Regions from separate parts of the Capsicum annuum genome. Here region 2 is linked to region 1. A link is a contact called in public Hi-C data. All regions are on one chromosome and are shown on one strand. Each heading gives the region's core, a stretch centred on a gene start, on an enhancer-like site or on the middle of the called end of the contact. The rest is flanking DNA. Distances are from core to core; before and after follow the strand shown.

What was found. A called contact is a pair of places that touch in the nucleus more often than the background predicts.
Region 2: a contact with region 1 is called in a Hi-C map of leaf, with 2.2 times the contacts expected there. The contact joins two enhancer-like sites. A contact is called at or near these places in 3 of 5 Hi-C or Micro-C datasets (bud, leaf and placenta).

What each region holds. Positions count from the first base shown.
Region 1 is chr9:154,271,752-154,279,402 of UCD10Xv1.1, reverse strand. It overlaps LOC107853524 (nicotianamine aminotransferase 1), which reads right to left. Exons shown (of 13, transcript XM_047396316.1): 12 at 5,857-5,991; 13 at 5,191-5,679. The coding sequence ends at 5,969. Among protein-coding and RNA genes, the nearest start is that of LOC107853524, 12 kb to the right of the region's middle. Within about 2 kb of position 4,417, at least 1 of the 5 cell types and tissues checked has an H3K27ac peak or open chromatin away from gene starts, as enhancers often do. A contact at or near this core is called in leaf, where this site is marked.
Region 2 is chr9:154,427,562-154,435,212 of UCD10Xv1.1, reverse strand. LOC107856882 (a long non-coding RNA gene) reads left to right here. Exons shown (of 2, transcript XR_007045085.1): 2 at 1,860-2,485. Among protein-coding and RNA genes, the nearest start is that of LOC107856882, 4.3 kb to the left of the region's middle. Within about 2 kb of position 4,757, at least 4 of the 5 cell types and tissues checked have an H3K27ac peak or open chromatin away from gene starts, as enhancers often do. A contact at or near this core is called in leaf, where this site is marked.

The sequences.
Region 1 (7,651 bases), core at 3,168-5,667:
GCCCCATAATAGATAAAAGAAAATCACAATATTCTTTATTTTACTAACTATATGAAGTACACAAACACAGAGACGTTTATGTACAAAACAGGAATTCATGAAAACTTTAATTTAAAGAAAGAAAACAACTTTCTCCAAGTCTCTCTCTAACATACACTTTGTAACGTTCAACTTAACGTTTCCACCTCAACTGACAGGCGGACTCTGACGCCGGTGATGGCGTAGATGAGTCGGAAGCAGATAAGATCTACCTCTCTCTCCCTCTCTTTCTCTCTCTCCCCTCAGATCGCTCTCCCCAGTTCCTCGTTATCATCTTCCCCACCCTTTCCATTTCTTTTCCCGTCGCGACTATCACCGGTGGGTTTAGGTTTCCTGTCGGCTCGACTCGGGTGATGGGGGAGGTATCCATAAGCGGCCAAACAGGTAGATCAGACGAGTTGGTTCGACGTCCGTCGACGTCTAGATCCCGGCAAGTCCCTGAAGACGCTCCGGCGAAACTCCGGTGACACTCCATCAGCGTAACCAGCGGCCCCATTCCAGTCGACCTTCTGGCAACCAATTTTCAACATCAAAATTGACAGACTAGCAGCACGCAGGCATACCGGTGACATCTAAACTTTGATTATTTCGTTACTCCATATTTTGGCACTTCATATAGTTTGACTGTTTTATACTATTTTGTTCCCTGTCTCGTTTTTCTACGTTCGTTACTTGCTGCTAGTGAGCATAGTTGTGACTGGCTTCTTTGCTTAGTGGTGGATATTGTTTGTATTGTCTATACCTGTTTTGACCTTTTCTTGATTATTTCATATACTGTACATGTGCCTTTTATCTCCCGCTGTTACTTTATTATTGTTATTGTGGGAATTTTCCTGGACCTGTGGTTGTGGACATTGATGGTAGATAGGGTCATGTTTGAGGGGGTTGGGGCAGGGGGCTATGCTAGGGGTGGGGAGGAGGAAAGGGTGAGTGTGGAAGTGGGGGCTAGGTCTGGCGTTAGGGGAGGTAGAGGAAGACGTGGTGCTAGAGTGGATAGGCTGCGGGTTGGGTCTTGGAATATAGGTACTCTTCAGGGTAAGTCTATTGAGCTGGTGAAGATTTTTAAAAAGAGGAAGATCAATATTGCGTGTGTGCAAGAGACTAAGTGGGTAGGTTCTAAAGCTAGGGATGTAGACGGTTACAAGCTTTGGTACTCTGGTAGCGTGAGGCGAAGGAATAGAGTTGGCATCTTAGTAGATGAGGAGCTTAGAGGGCAGGTAGTGGAGGTTAAGAGGATCAGAGATAGGTTGATGACTATTAAGTTAGTCATTGGGGGGTCTACCCTGAACGTGTGTAGTGTTTACGCGCCTCAAGTGCGCTTGGATAGGGATGAGAAGACGCGGTTTTGGGAGGCTTTGGATGAGGTGGCGAGAGGAGTGCCTAGTTCTGAGAAGATTGTTGTAGCAAGGGATTTCAATAGGCACATCGGGGCATTACCGGGAGGCTTTAGCGATGTGCATGGTGGTTTTGGTTTTGGGAAGAGAAATGAAGAGGGAGCTGCTCTGTTGGACTTTGCGAGGTCCTTTGGGTTGGTAGTGGTGAATTCGACCTTTCCGAAGAAGCACGATCATCTGATCACCTTTCGAAGCACAATGGCCAAGACCCAAATTGACTTTTTGATGCTTAGGAAAGGGGATAGGGTGTTGTGTAAGGACTGTAAAGTCATCTCGAGTGAGAATCTTTCGACCCAGCATAGGCTCTTGGTGATGGACTTATGTATTAAGAAAGACAAGAAGAGAAGGGGTGAGGAGGGTAGACCTAGAATTAAGTGGGGCAGTTTAACACCGGTGAATGCGCGGGAGATAGTGGAGAAGGTGAAAGGTATGTGGGGTGGGAGTGTAAGGGGGACGTGGATGGTATGTGGGATACAGTGGCTAGGTGCATCAAGGAGACTACTAATGAGGTGTTGGGTATGTCCAGGGGCCGGGCCGGTCATTGTCGGGGGGATTGGTAGTGGAATGAAGAAGTTAAGAAGAAAGTGGAGACTAAGAAGGAGACGTATGCTAAGTTGGGTGAGAGTAAGGATGAAGATGAGAAGCTGGCTAATAGGGAGGAATACAAGATAGCTAGGAAAGAAGCTAAGTTGGCAGTTATGGCGGCTAAGACGACAGCGTTCGAGAGATTGTATGCGGGGTTAGAAGAGAAAAGAGAGGAAAAGAGATTGTTTAGGCTTGCAAAGGCTAGGGAGAGGAAGGGTCGTGACCTCAACCAGGTGAAGTGTATTAAGGGGGAGGATGGTAGAGTGTTGGTGGAGGATGACCACATTAAGAAGAGATGGTAGTCGTACTTTAATAGGTTATTAAATGATGAAGGGGATAGAGATATTGTGTTAGGGGAGCTGGAGCACTCAGAGGACTGTCGTGATTTCAGTTATTGTAGACGTTTTAAGGTAGAAGAGGTTAAAGAAGTTGTTCGCAGGATGCGTAGGGGTAGGGCGACGTGGCCTAATGAGATTCCTGTGGACTTTTGGAAGTTTTCTGACGAAGCGGGCTTTAGGTGGTTGACTGACTTGTTTAACGACATTTTTAAGTCGGGAAAAATGCCCGAAGCTTGGAGATGAAGTACAATGATCCCTCTTTATAAGAACAAGGGTGACATTTAAAGCTGCAATAATTATAGGGGTATTGAGTTATTGAGCCACACTATGAAAATTTGGGAGAGAGTGGTCGAGTTGAGATTGAGAAGGATAGTGTCTATCTCGGAGAACCAGTTTGGATTTATACCCGGGCGCTCAACGATGGAGGTGATTCACCTAGTGCGGAGACTGGTGGAGTAGTATAGGGAAAGGAAGAAAGATCGGGACATGATGTTTATTGACTTAGAGAAGGCGTACGACAAAGTCCCTATGGAGGTTCTTTGGAGATGCTTGGAGGTGAGCAAGGTTCCCATGGCGTATATCAGAGTAATCAAGGACATGTATGATGGAGCCAAGACTCAGGTGAGGACGACGGGAGGAGACTCAAAGCATTTCCCTGTCGTTACAGGCCTCAAAGCATTTCCCTATCGTTACAGGGTTGCACCAAGGATCTACCCTTAGCCCGTTCTTGTTTGCTTTGGTGATGGATGTGTTGACGCGACGTATTCAAGGAGAGATGCCTTGGTGCATGCTTTTTGCAGATGATGTAGTTTTGATTGACGAGGGGGGGTGAATGATAAATTAGAGGTGTGGAGATAGACCTTTGAGTCTAAAGGGTTCAGGTTGAGCAGGAGCAAGACAGAATATTTGGAATGCAAGTTTAATGACTTGAGGCAGGAAGACGAGGTGGTAGTAAAGTTGGATTTCCATGCAGTGTGTAAGAGGGATAGTTTCAAGTATCTTGGATCCATGATTCAGGGGAATGAAGAGATTGACAAGGATGTCTCCCACCGGATTGGGGCGAGATGGATGAAGTGGAAGCTCGCCTCGGGGGTGTTGTTTGATAGAAAGGTACCGCCTAAGCTTAAAGGCAAATTCTATATGGTGGCAGTCCGTCCGGCCATGTTGTATGTAGCGGAATGTTGGCCAGTCAAGAACTCTCACATTCAAAAATTGAAGGTGGCGGAAATGCGGATGTGTGGGCTTACTAAGGGTGACAGAGTTCGAAATGAGACTATTCGAGAAAAGGTTTGAGTGGCTTCGGTGGAGAACAAGATGCGAGAAGCCCGTTTGAGATGGTTCGAACATGTAAAGAGAAGGGCCACAAATGCCCCAATTCGAGGTGCGAGAAGCTTGCTTTGGATGGTTTCAGGCGGGGTAGGGGTAGGCCGAAGAAATACTGGAGAAAGGTTATCAGGCGGTACATGAAGCAGTTACAACTCACAGAGGACATGACCCTAGATAGGAAGATCTGGAGGGCACGGATTAGGATAGAAGGCTAGTGCCTTTTTGGGTTGCTGGGGTAGGGCATTACTTGGTAGGGTATTATTCTTGTTATGACACCTTGTTGCATGCTTTATTACGAGTTTGTTTACTGCTCTTTGATTATTATTCCTTGTGGGTGGCGTGGGTATGTACTGTCATCTTGTTCCATGCTTTATTAAGGATTTGTGTATTATTCTGTGTCTTGAGCCGGGGGTCTATCGAAAACAGCCTTTCTACTTCTCCGAAGGTAGTGGTATGGACTGCGTACATCTTACCCCCAGACCTCACTATGTGGGAATATAATGGGTTTTTTGTTGTTGTTTAATTTAAAGCAAAATGAAGCAGATTTTACCATCTTTAGAAAAAAAAAAAAAAAAAGCTCAACACTATCAAGCATGTCCTTTGTTCAAGCACATGAGATTCACACTATCAGTTAGCATCACTGGATTGATTCTGAAGTGTAGAAATTACCATTTAGAACGGATTTCATACAAAATAGAATAGAGTAGAGGATACATACATTGGCAATAAACTGAATATTTTAGGATGATATGTGATTCTCATCCAAATAAGCTTTATTTATCCAATTCATTGTGTTGCTAAGAAGTTGTGTACCCATAAAGGATAAAGCTCTAAAATACCGAATAGCTCTTTTCTTACGAGTACTCTAAGCTACATAAGTTACACAATAGCATTAGCTGGACACCTATGGCTAAAATTTTTGTGGATGAAATGGTTATACATTAAGATAATGAAAAGAACAGTTACTATAACTTTGAGGAGATATTCAAGATAGCAACACACAGACAAATGAGGAGATATTCAAGATAGCAACACACAGACAAATGATTTTCGTTCAGTTTTGGACCCAGCAGAATAGAAAATATATTCTTTCAGACTTTAGTAGCAAGAAATCTGACATGTCGCTGGAAGGTTACCTCCAAAGCCCCAATCACAAAGGAATTACCAAATTATGATCATAATTAAAACAAATCCAGGCCAGATTAACACTACAATTGCAAATCAACAGTAGAAGTTCTTATTTTTTTTTAACTTCATCTATAACTTGAAAAATATAGTAGTCGTTGATTGAGGCATAATTGTTGTAATAGTTGTTGCTAGAATTTGAAAAGCACAAAAGAAACTATTCACTTGGTTTAACCCAAAGATGAGGATTTAAAACATCCATAAAAGAGAAACAGAGCTTCACAAGAACATATATATTTTTCTTCTTAATAAGGTACGTAAACTCAAAAACATACATATGAACTACGAAGTCTCAAAAAAGTAATAGTTATAAAGCAGAAGAATTTCACAGGGAGGACACATAGTAACTTGACACTTCAAGGCAAACAAGACATGTAATTTATAATTGTTTTTGCTACAGAGATAGTAAACAATGACATACCTAGTGTAATCCCACAAATTTCACAAGTGGGTCTTGGGAGGGTTACGGTTAGCAAACAAAAATTACATAAAGAGGTAATCATCAAATTTTTTTTATTGGTGAGATAAAGGATGACAAAATAGCTATAGCTCTAACACCTTCAAGTTAACAGTTAAATTTCAGTACTTGCATTCAGTATCTAACTTGATGTGAAACCATTTTAAATCCATATTTTCTTTAGGTTTGATGGGTCTGGAGAAAAATGAATATAGGCAAACATCATGTAGAGTGAGACAACTTTTCTGGACCTGTGATTAACCTTTTTCAAGATGTAGAGAAAATAGTGAAATGTTTCTCCAAAAGCATTCCACTCAACAGACCAGGTAAGCTCAGGATGATTAAAGAATGACACCTGCTGAAATGTGGATGGTCAATAAAAGCAAAATGCAATTTAGAAGCATATAGCAACAGAATTAGGAAGAACCAGGCTGTGAGAAAAGGTATGAATTAAAAGAGATAAGTTTTTGGTTACATCATGCTGTTCTTACTATTTACAAATAAAAAATAAACCTAAAGTTGCTCTTACTACCTGGCCAAACGTGATAGAGATAATTATGCCCTCAGTTTTCAGAACTCTATGAATCTCATGAAGCATTTTTTTCACTTTCCCCAGTATCGAAAGGTGGGGATTCCAGGGGTCACTACTGTCCACGAACAACACATCCTTCAAGGTCAAACAACATACATTTTCAGTAAGGAAGTTCGGAAACCTACATATAAGAGCTTGTAGGAATTTTGTCAAACACATAGAAGGCGAAGGGTCATGAAAAAATATAAATACTACACCATAGTGCGATATTATGATAACTACGACGAAACTATCCCATCGAAAAATCATTAGAAGATCAGCAAGTGCATATCCAAAAAGAAATTACAAAATCATTCATTATGTACCCACCAAATCTAAAAAAGAAACAATCAGAAAATTAGGACTAAGATGAAGCGTAAACATATCTCAACTCCTTAATAATACCAAAACACACAGCAACATCCACCACAACGACCTGTGTTTACAAAGAACAATTGAAGAGACGGCGGAGAAAAGAGAAAACATCAAAAATGAAACTTACCAAATAACTATACAAAGATCCTTACTTGTGAGAGAGTACTTCTAATGTACTTATTAGAGAGTTTCTCCATTGTTGATCTATGGAGAAAAGTAAAATAGCATATTTGTTGTTTGTGCAGAATGAATATGAGGAAGATGATGATTCTAGAGTCACAGACATAGGATATTTGCTAGTGTGAATTTACCGCATTACCCTTGATAATCCTAATTCATCTTTCTATACAGTAGTAACTAGATAGTTATGCTCGTACTATGCACGGGACCAAACTCCATGCTCCATATAAAAATAATAATATTCAAATTATTTTCCCGTACAAATTACAAGAAGGCATAATGTTGTTATTCTCTTTTGGTTTACCATAATATCGCACTATGGTTTAGTATTTATATTTTTTACTTGATATTATGCTTTACTTGGTACTGCCTCGACCTCTTCTATTCCTAAGACCAAAGGCTTTGGTGGTTGTTAAACTGCATGATAAATATTTTAAGTAACTATCGTTTAAACACTGATGATTTGATATCCACAGCATACAAATGTAAATGAATCCATCTACATTAGTCATTAACTTGTATGTAAATTCCTCTCCAAAACGTGAGACGGATAGAAGAAACTACAGAAGCTAACTATTCCCCTTTGAGATGGTTCCTCCATATGCAATCAACATTTAATACGAGATAGTAGTATCCCAGCAAAAATAGAGTTCACATTGACTTTTTTATTAAAAATCAACCATGTTTACAGTATCCTAAATACGTAAGCATTAATAATTCATTTCATAAAGTGACTTGGAATGTTAGATAAGCAAATAGTTCACTTACACACTAGATCACTTTGCTGCAAAAGTTACATAATGAAATACTATTGTTTTGGGATTCACGCTAAAGTCCAAAATCTTGTAAAGACCAACTTCACTAATATGTCATGGTACATTTATATTTATGGGTATGTGGTAGTTCCCAGGTAATTGATCAATTACGACTACTTGAATAGGAAATGTTGTTCATGCTGTGAATCAATGCACCAACACAAAAACTACACAAATTTCATGTTCATACAAGATGGCACATTCATGGAGTCTAATAAAATTTGACGAATGTCTGCCTTTGCATCAGCCGCAATGATACTCGGACATGAATATACCTCAGTTTTAATGGTTGGACTAAACTATATATCACCCTAAGTGATCACTAGCCTGACAGATATTATATGTATGGACGATTTCTGTCTGTCCCGCGGGAACTTTCTGAATTA
Region 2 (7,651 bases), core at 3,508-6,007, 160 kb before region 1:
CCCTTTTTCTTGAAATTGAAAAAATATAAATGCTTTTAATAAGTAATTTATCAAAACAGTTTTTGTTCTTATGTTCAATAATCAACAAGTCAAAATGTTAATATTTGTAAATCTAGTTCACTAACAAGATGAGAGAAAATTTTGTTTTGAAGAGAAACTGAGGTTGGAGAGGGCTAAGAGGTAAGGGTTGACGGCAAATTAATTAAATAGGTTTGGCAATAGATTATCTAAAAAATGAATTGAGCTAGGGACTAAGTTTTATGTATAGTTGGTAATGTTTTCTGGGTTAATATTTTTTGGGATTTTTTTTAATTTTAATGAAACAAGAATACTGAAAAAATATGAAAGAAGAAGACTCAATTCGATGCTATGGTTCCTTCTTTCCGAGGTGTATTTATCCAATTTTTTGGTCAAACGGTGAAAATAGAAATTCAAAATATTCTTACTGTCTAATGCATGTATGCTCTCTTTAGATGTCTCTTGATTTCGTTATCAGTTTCTTGTAGGTTTTCAAAATTGAAGCTACATATGTTGGGGTTTTACCATGATTTTGAATTAGAAAAAAAAAAAAAAAGCTAACCTTTTATGTTAATTTTTAGGGGTTTTTTCTCTGATTGTTTTAAATAATTGAGATTTGAAATTGATCTAATGATTTTGTAGAAGGAAATCCTTAACACACCCATGACAAATCTCAAGATGAAGAAAAGGGGTACTATGATTTTTGACCTTGTAGAAACAAATGGGCCACTAAATATTTTTTTGTGAAAGAATTGTGTCATTTAGATGTTTATATTGTTTATCTTACTAAATAGTAGAGACTCTGCTTAGTTATATTTGGTATTTTTTTTGATTTTCTTGCCGTTTTAAGGCTATTATGTGCGTTGGGAGATTGTTGTATGTTAGAAAGCTTCAATCATGGATTTATAGTCTCCTTAGGTATTTTATTCAAATTTTTCTTGTTTATTTATGGCTACATATTTATAAGATTGTATCCCTATTTTTTAGTTCTTGCGGTAGCTCCAATCATGGAGATGCTTTTACGTGCAATTTTCGTACGTTCTTTTTATCTGTTTTATGGATTGTGTCTGTTTAAGTATTTCCATGTAGTTTTGTTTATATTGGTACTGATTTGGAGTTTACTTTGGTACCTTATGGCTATTTAACATAGGATCTCTTTTAGTTTTCAGCTATATTCCTCAGATTCTTTGGAAATACTAATGGTCTTGTTATTTCCCTTTGTACTTGAAATTATTTCACTTGAGCTGATGGTCTTTTAAAAATAGATTTTCTAGCTCCACTAGGTAGTCGTAAGGTCTATGTATACTCTAACCTCCCCAGACCTCACTTGTGGGATTTCTGTGGGTATGTGGTGTTGTTGTTGGGGTCTTGTTATTATTTTGTTAAAGTTGGTTTGACCAACTAAAACCCCTATGACTTGCATATGGTATAGGGAAATGTAGGGTCTACTATTTTTGATTTTGATGTTTTGGTTATTTGGTGAGTGAATTTAATGGTGGAAATTTGCATTTTGGGACATTATTGGTGGTGTTATTGGACTTCAATAATTTTTCTGGTTGATATTGTTGTTGCTTATTCTTTTATCATAGGTTTATATGCTCTCTTATTTCACTTACATAATGGTTTAGTGGAGATTGCAATTGTGTTGAAGATTTTGCGAATTTTATTTTGTGGGATTCTTGAAATGATTGTGCAATCCCCAGTTTTTTCTACTTGGTGGGGTTTGTCTACTTTATTGGCCCATTCTGACTTCTTAGCTTGACAAAATGTTGTATTTCTCTTTTTTAGTTCAGCATTATATGTAAGTCTTATCATGCTGTCGTACTGGTTTATCATTGAAGGGAAACTAGTAGGAGATAGAGTCTGCCATTTGTTTGGTGCTGCTATTTTTAGTTGAGTTAGCTACGGGAAACTTGGATTTGGATGCTCTTTTGGAGCTTAAGAAGGGAGTATTGAAAGACCCTTCTCGGAAAGTCCTTTCTTCATAGGATCAAGTCATTGGAACCAAATGGTTGCTCCCAAAATTGGTACGGTGTCGATTACGGCGATGTCCATGTCATTTCAATTGAACTAAATGATGTAGGTTTAGTTAGACTTTTGGATTTTGCAGTTATTAGTTGCAAACAATCAGTTAAGTAGGAATATTACTGAGGAAGTTGGGTTGATATGTCATTCTCTATTCTCCATGATTTCTAATGAGAGGTCCAATTAAGACTTTGTGAAATCTTCTAAAATATTAATGGATCTATCAGTGTTACATAAATTGTGATAAATGAAGTATTTCTTCTGCAATACAAAATTAGGAGTTTCCTGTCACTGAATCTGTTTGATATGTCTACACCTTAGTGATAATATACACTTTTTGATAATGTAATGTGGGAACAATAAGTGAGAGATGGTTATAACAAACTTTACCAGTCATGTTCTAATGCAACTGAAACAAAAGAGGAAAGATTTCACCAGACTACGATTTTTCGCTCCTCTGTTTATTTGTTCTTTTATTTCTCTAGAAATTCAGTAAAAAACACTAATATTTCTCTATCTTATGCAATAGGTCTCGGTCTTATGGTTACATATATCAACCTGAGAATACATCACATTTGTTATTTATTACATAATTATCTTGTAAAGCATAGATCCTTGACGAATTCCATCAAGTAAATGGTGTATTTTGTATATTTATGTATTGCAACTAATAACTGTGCGTATATACTCAACACAATCTCCATGTTGGGACCGTGCTGACATAGACCTTACCCCTTAGTCACTATTATATATGACATCAATTAGTATGCTATATATGCCATTGCACATTTACTTGTCTAACTTACCGATTCAGATTTTTTTTAATTAAAATTTATCTTTCCTTAAATAAAAGGAATTATATATAATTGGAAAGTTCTATATGAATTGGGTTGAAATTTTATAAACTGTTCTTTTCTATGATGGTAATAAATTATGGAAAGATTTTACATGTTTATATTACTACAATCAAAATGGGTTATAAATATTTACGTGAAAGGCTATCCGTTTTCCTCTTGTTTGTTGATATAAATATGAACATAGTGATGAAATTGCATCTCATAGTAAACTAAATATTTACAAAAAAAATACGTAAGTTGGCATGAGCAGTTGACCAATTGTAATGCAAGAAAATAATTGAGAATTCATGTGATTATACATTGAAGAAATAAAAGATTCTTCACGAATTCTCTTATGTTACTTGTTCTCATGATTAAGTATATCGGCTTAGGTTGGAGTTGTATCCCTAAATTTTTAAAATGTATAACAAGGTTTATATGGGCTTGTCCATGTGGACCATTTACTATGAAATGAGATGCATCTATGATTGGTGGTCACATGTTCTTTGCTATCAACTTGCAATTTTGGAAACTAGCTTTTTCATTAATTACCAAGTGAAAAAATTACAAATCCATAATAGTCCCACCACAATTCTGCTATCCTAGAATAAAAACACAAAAACCATATAGGAAGCAAAAAGAATACTACTACCTAAAAGGGCATTTTTCTATAGTCTAGTACTAATTGCAGGTGGAGCTTTAACACAACATGTGTAGGTTGTGTCCTTTGCTAGTTGCTACCAAATTCTACTCTTGTTCTCAAATGTTCTCATGTTCCTCTATATCCAAACTACATGGACAAATTTAGTGTACACCATCTTGAAAGTATGAGCTGGCTTTTATTTACCCTTAGAACTCTTGATCACCCATGCACTATGATCCTCTCAGTTGGTAGCATCAGCCAACTTCTATTCATCCACTACAGGAGCCTATGACATAACTTTAATACTAGTAAAATAAATAAATTAGATGACTCTCGGCGCATGTCAGCCTAACGTACACTTGTGGTGTTTGCCATGGCTAGAGCACGCGAAAGAGGTCGTAGAAGAGGACGAGGGTGAGGATGACCTAGAACAATTTTGATTACGACTATTGGGAGCTCAGTGTGAGATCGAGTACAATCTAGAGATATGAGCAATCAAACTCCTATGGATACACTCGATGGAACAAGTGACAAGACAGAGATGCAAGACGAAAAAGGGATTTTAAGGCAAAGTGGAGTTTTTAAACGATTCATGTTAACCACCTCCCCTCTAATGAAATGTGGATCAAGTTTAGTAAACCCTGGTCTAGTGGTACCAGCTAATGAAACAGTACTATCAGGGTCGAGATTTGGAGCTACAGTAAATAATAGAATAGTAAATCCTAAAACTGATTCTCTAAAATCAACCAATGAGCAAGAGGAAAGGGCTGTAGCTCCTTGGACAAGTCTATTCACTAATAATAGAGCAGATACCCATGGTATGTCACTAATATAATCATCTCTTATCTAGTGGAAGGTCAGGCAGTGGTAAAACTTGAAAAAAAAGAGGTGGATAGAAAGGTTGCTAAGTGGCATTGTTCTCTCATAGCTTATTTTGAAGGGGGGGACACTAGGGCATAATGCTTTTTCAGATATATTGGGAAATATTGGGCAAATGTTACTAGCCCAAAATTGTACTACAATGGATAAGGGTACTATGTTATAAGTTTTGATTCTAAGGAGGACATCAAGGAGGTACTCTATTCTACACCTTCTATATAATAGCAAGCCTATTATCTGAAGCCCTGGTCAAGAAATTCTAATTTCAATACTGAATATCCTACAGAAATCCTACTGTGGGTTAAATTTCCAAAGCTTCCCATGTTTTGTTGGGTAGGGACTCTTTGAAGCAGGATAAATAGCGTCACTGGTGTACCTGTATATGCAGATGAGTGCACAGTTAAGCAGACCTGAATCTCGTTTACTAGAATGCTTATTAAGGTCAATGTGACTTAGGATTTAGAAAGTGAAGTGGTAGTGGTGGAGCCAAATGGTAGTAATTTTAAGCAACCAGTTGTGTATGATTGGAGACCTAAGTTGTGCTCTATAGGTAAAGTGATTGGTCATAGTTGTTTTACCAAATATAAAGGATCCTGGAAAGGTGAGATTGCCTTATAAGAGAGTAGTCCAAGAGTGGCATTATAAAGGGAAAGTTACTGCAATACCACAAGCTAAACCAATAAAAACAGAAAGTGATCAGGAAAAGGGTGATTCCAGTGAAGTGCAGAAGAGCCAGCAAAGAAGTAGCTCTGATCAAAAAGTGTTAAGCAACAATAAAAAGAGATCTGGTTCACCTCAAAGTCCTTAGGTCAGGGAAGTAAATAGCCCAAAATTTAATTTGAATAACTTTCCACGGCTGAGATCAGCACCTGCTAAGTGTAGTCAAGGTGGAAAATAAAATTGGACTAGTGGTATGAGTATTCCTCCTGATAAGGGAGCGTCATCAAAATCCATATATTAAAGGAATAATTAAGATCTATAAACAAAAGATCTCAAAAATTATGCTAGATCTAAACAAATAGAGTTTGTTAGATCAGTAGAAACAAGAGTCGAGCCGCATAGAGCAGACAAGGTGGCTACAACTATATTTAATAGGTGGGGCTATATCAACAATTACCAACATGTTACCAGCATGATGAGAAGTAAGATCTGAATTTGCTAGGATCCAATAGTGTGCACAGTTCACATTATCATTTCAGCATCTCAAGTACTACATTGCCAAGTTAATATCCTATAGGGACTTTATTAGTCTACTGAAAGTGGTACATGGATTTAATACAGTGGAGACCTCCTTTGTAGGATAGGCTGAGGGACGGGTAGGAACTTTTTGGGAATAGTGATTAACCTTTCTAAGTGCTTTAATACACTACATTATACATTTAAAACCAATCTTCAACAACCAAATTACACTTTTTCCATCCACCCATATCTTTTATTTTGCCCTATAAGCATTTTCACAAACACATGGTGGAAGTATTGTTTATTACCGCATGAATCAATTTTTTTTTTCACAAACATGGTAATATTTCTAGCATAATGTCTACCATACCCATCCACTGCACATCAATTATCAACACCAATAACTATAATCTTGGGACATTTAATTCACTTTTTTTCTTTTATTTTTCAAACTCCTTACTCACTTAATTTTTCATTAAAGCTCTTAGGAGCTGTTGGATCAAATTAAGGTCAATCAAAGAAGGGATTATGCTACATATGAGTCTTCCAAAGAAAAATTTAAAGGCTCAACAGGGATCACTAGGAAAATGCACAAAGGGTAGGTCAAATAGAAGGTAAAAACAAGGCTATTTTCCTCACACTTGGAGGGCATTTTCTCCTTCTTTTCACCCCTCTTGGGTGTGAATTCTTAAGGGAAACCAGTTTTTCAACTTTAACCTTTTTAGGCTCATCAATTTGCATTATGTCAATCAGTGGTGGTAGTGGCTTAGGTAGCTCAATGAGGGTGTCCGAAGAGGTCTTTGGCAGCCTAACTACCCCACACTTATCCCCTTTAATAACAATAATCATGCATAAGTATTTATAGTGGGATAGTGTGTTAAGCGATTTGTAAACTTTGAAAACTGCCTCTTCATCCTCCAACCTCATTTTAAGCGTACCCTTTCTCATATCAATTAAAGCTCTACCTGTCGCTAAAAATGGATGCCTCAAGATAATTGGTACCTGTTCGTCTGCTTGAAAATCTTGCATAATAAAGTCATCAGGAATAATAAATTTACCAACCTTTATGAGCATATCCTCTATCACTCCTTCGGGACGGGCTATGGTCCTGTTTGCCAACTGCAGTAGTACAGAGCTTGGTCTAAGTTTCCCCAAACCCAATGTATTGAATAAATAAAGGGGCATCAAGTTGATACTTGCCCTTAAATCACTAAGTGCATGCACCACTCGCTGTTGCCAATATGAATGGGGATAGTAAACTTACCTGGGTCCTTAAGATTTTTCGGCATCTTTTGAGTAACCACAAAACTACACTCCTCAGTGAGTGTTATTGCTTCCACATCCTGCAATTTAACCTTATTAGCAACCACATCTCCCAAGTACTTAGCGTACTTGGGCATACCCTGTAAAACATCTAACAAAGGTAAGTTAATGTGAAGCTCTCTGAACGTATCAAAGAACTTCTTGAAACAAGCAACCTCCTTCGCTTTTATTTGCCTCTAAGGGAAGGGAAGTGGCGGCATCTGCTTCTTCTCTGGTTCAGCTACTTTAGTTTTCGAGTACTCAGACTTCCTTGATTTTTCAACAACTTTTTCAGAATTTTGTGGGGGAGTCAAATCTGCATCTATCTCCTCAGTTACCTTTGGAGGTTCTCCATGAAGCTCTTTACAACTCCACAAAGTGATTGGCATGACTTGTTTTGGATTTTCTGTATCTCCTGGAAAACCACTTGTGGCTTAGTATTTATTGCTTGTTGTAACTACTCCAACTATAACTCTAGGCTTCTCTGGGTAGCTTGCTAATTTTTTATGTCTGCAACCAACTATTTCTGATTAACTAGAACCTGCTTGAACATCTCTTCCACGTTGCTTGTTGACTGATTCACTTGTACCTGTGGTTGTTGAATTTGCTGCTATTGTGTGTTCCAAGACTATTCAATGGCTAAGTCTGCCACTTCATGTTGTAGGCATTACCATAATTTGACCTTTGTGCATTGCCCACATATATCATCGATTCTACATTTGAAGCACACATAGCTGTAGGATGGCCACTTTTACCGCAAACTTCACAC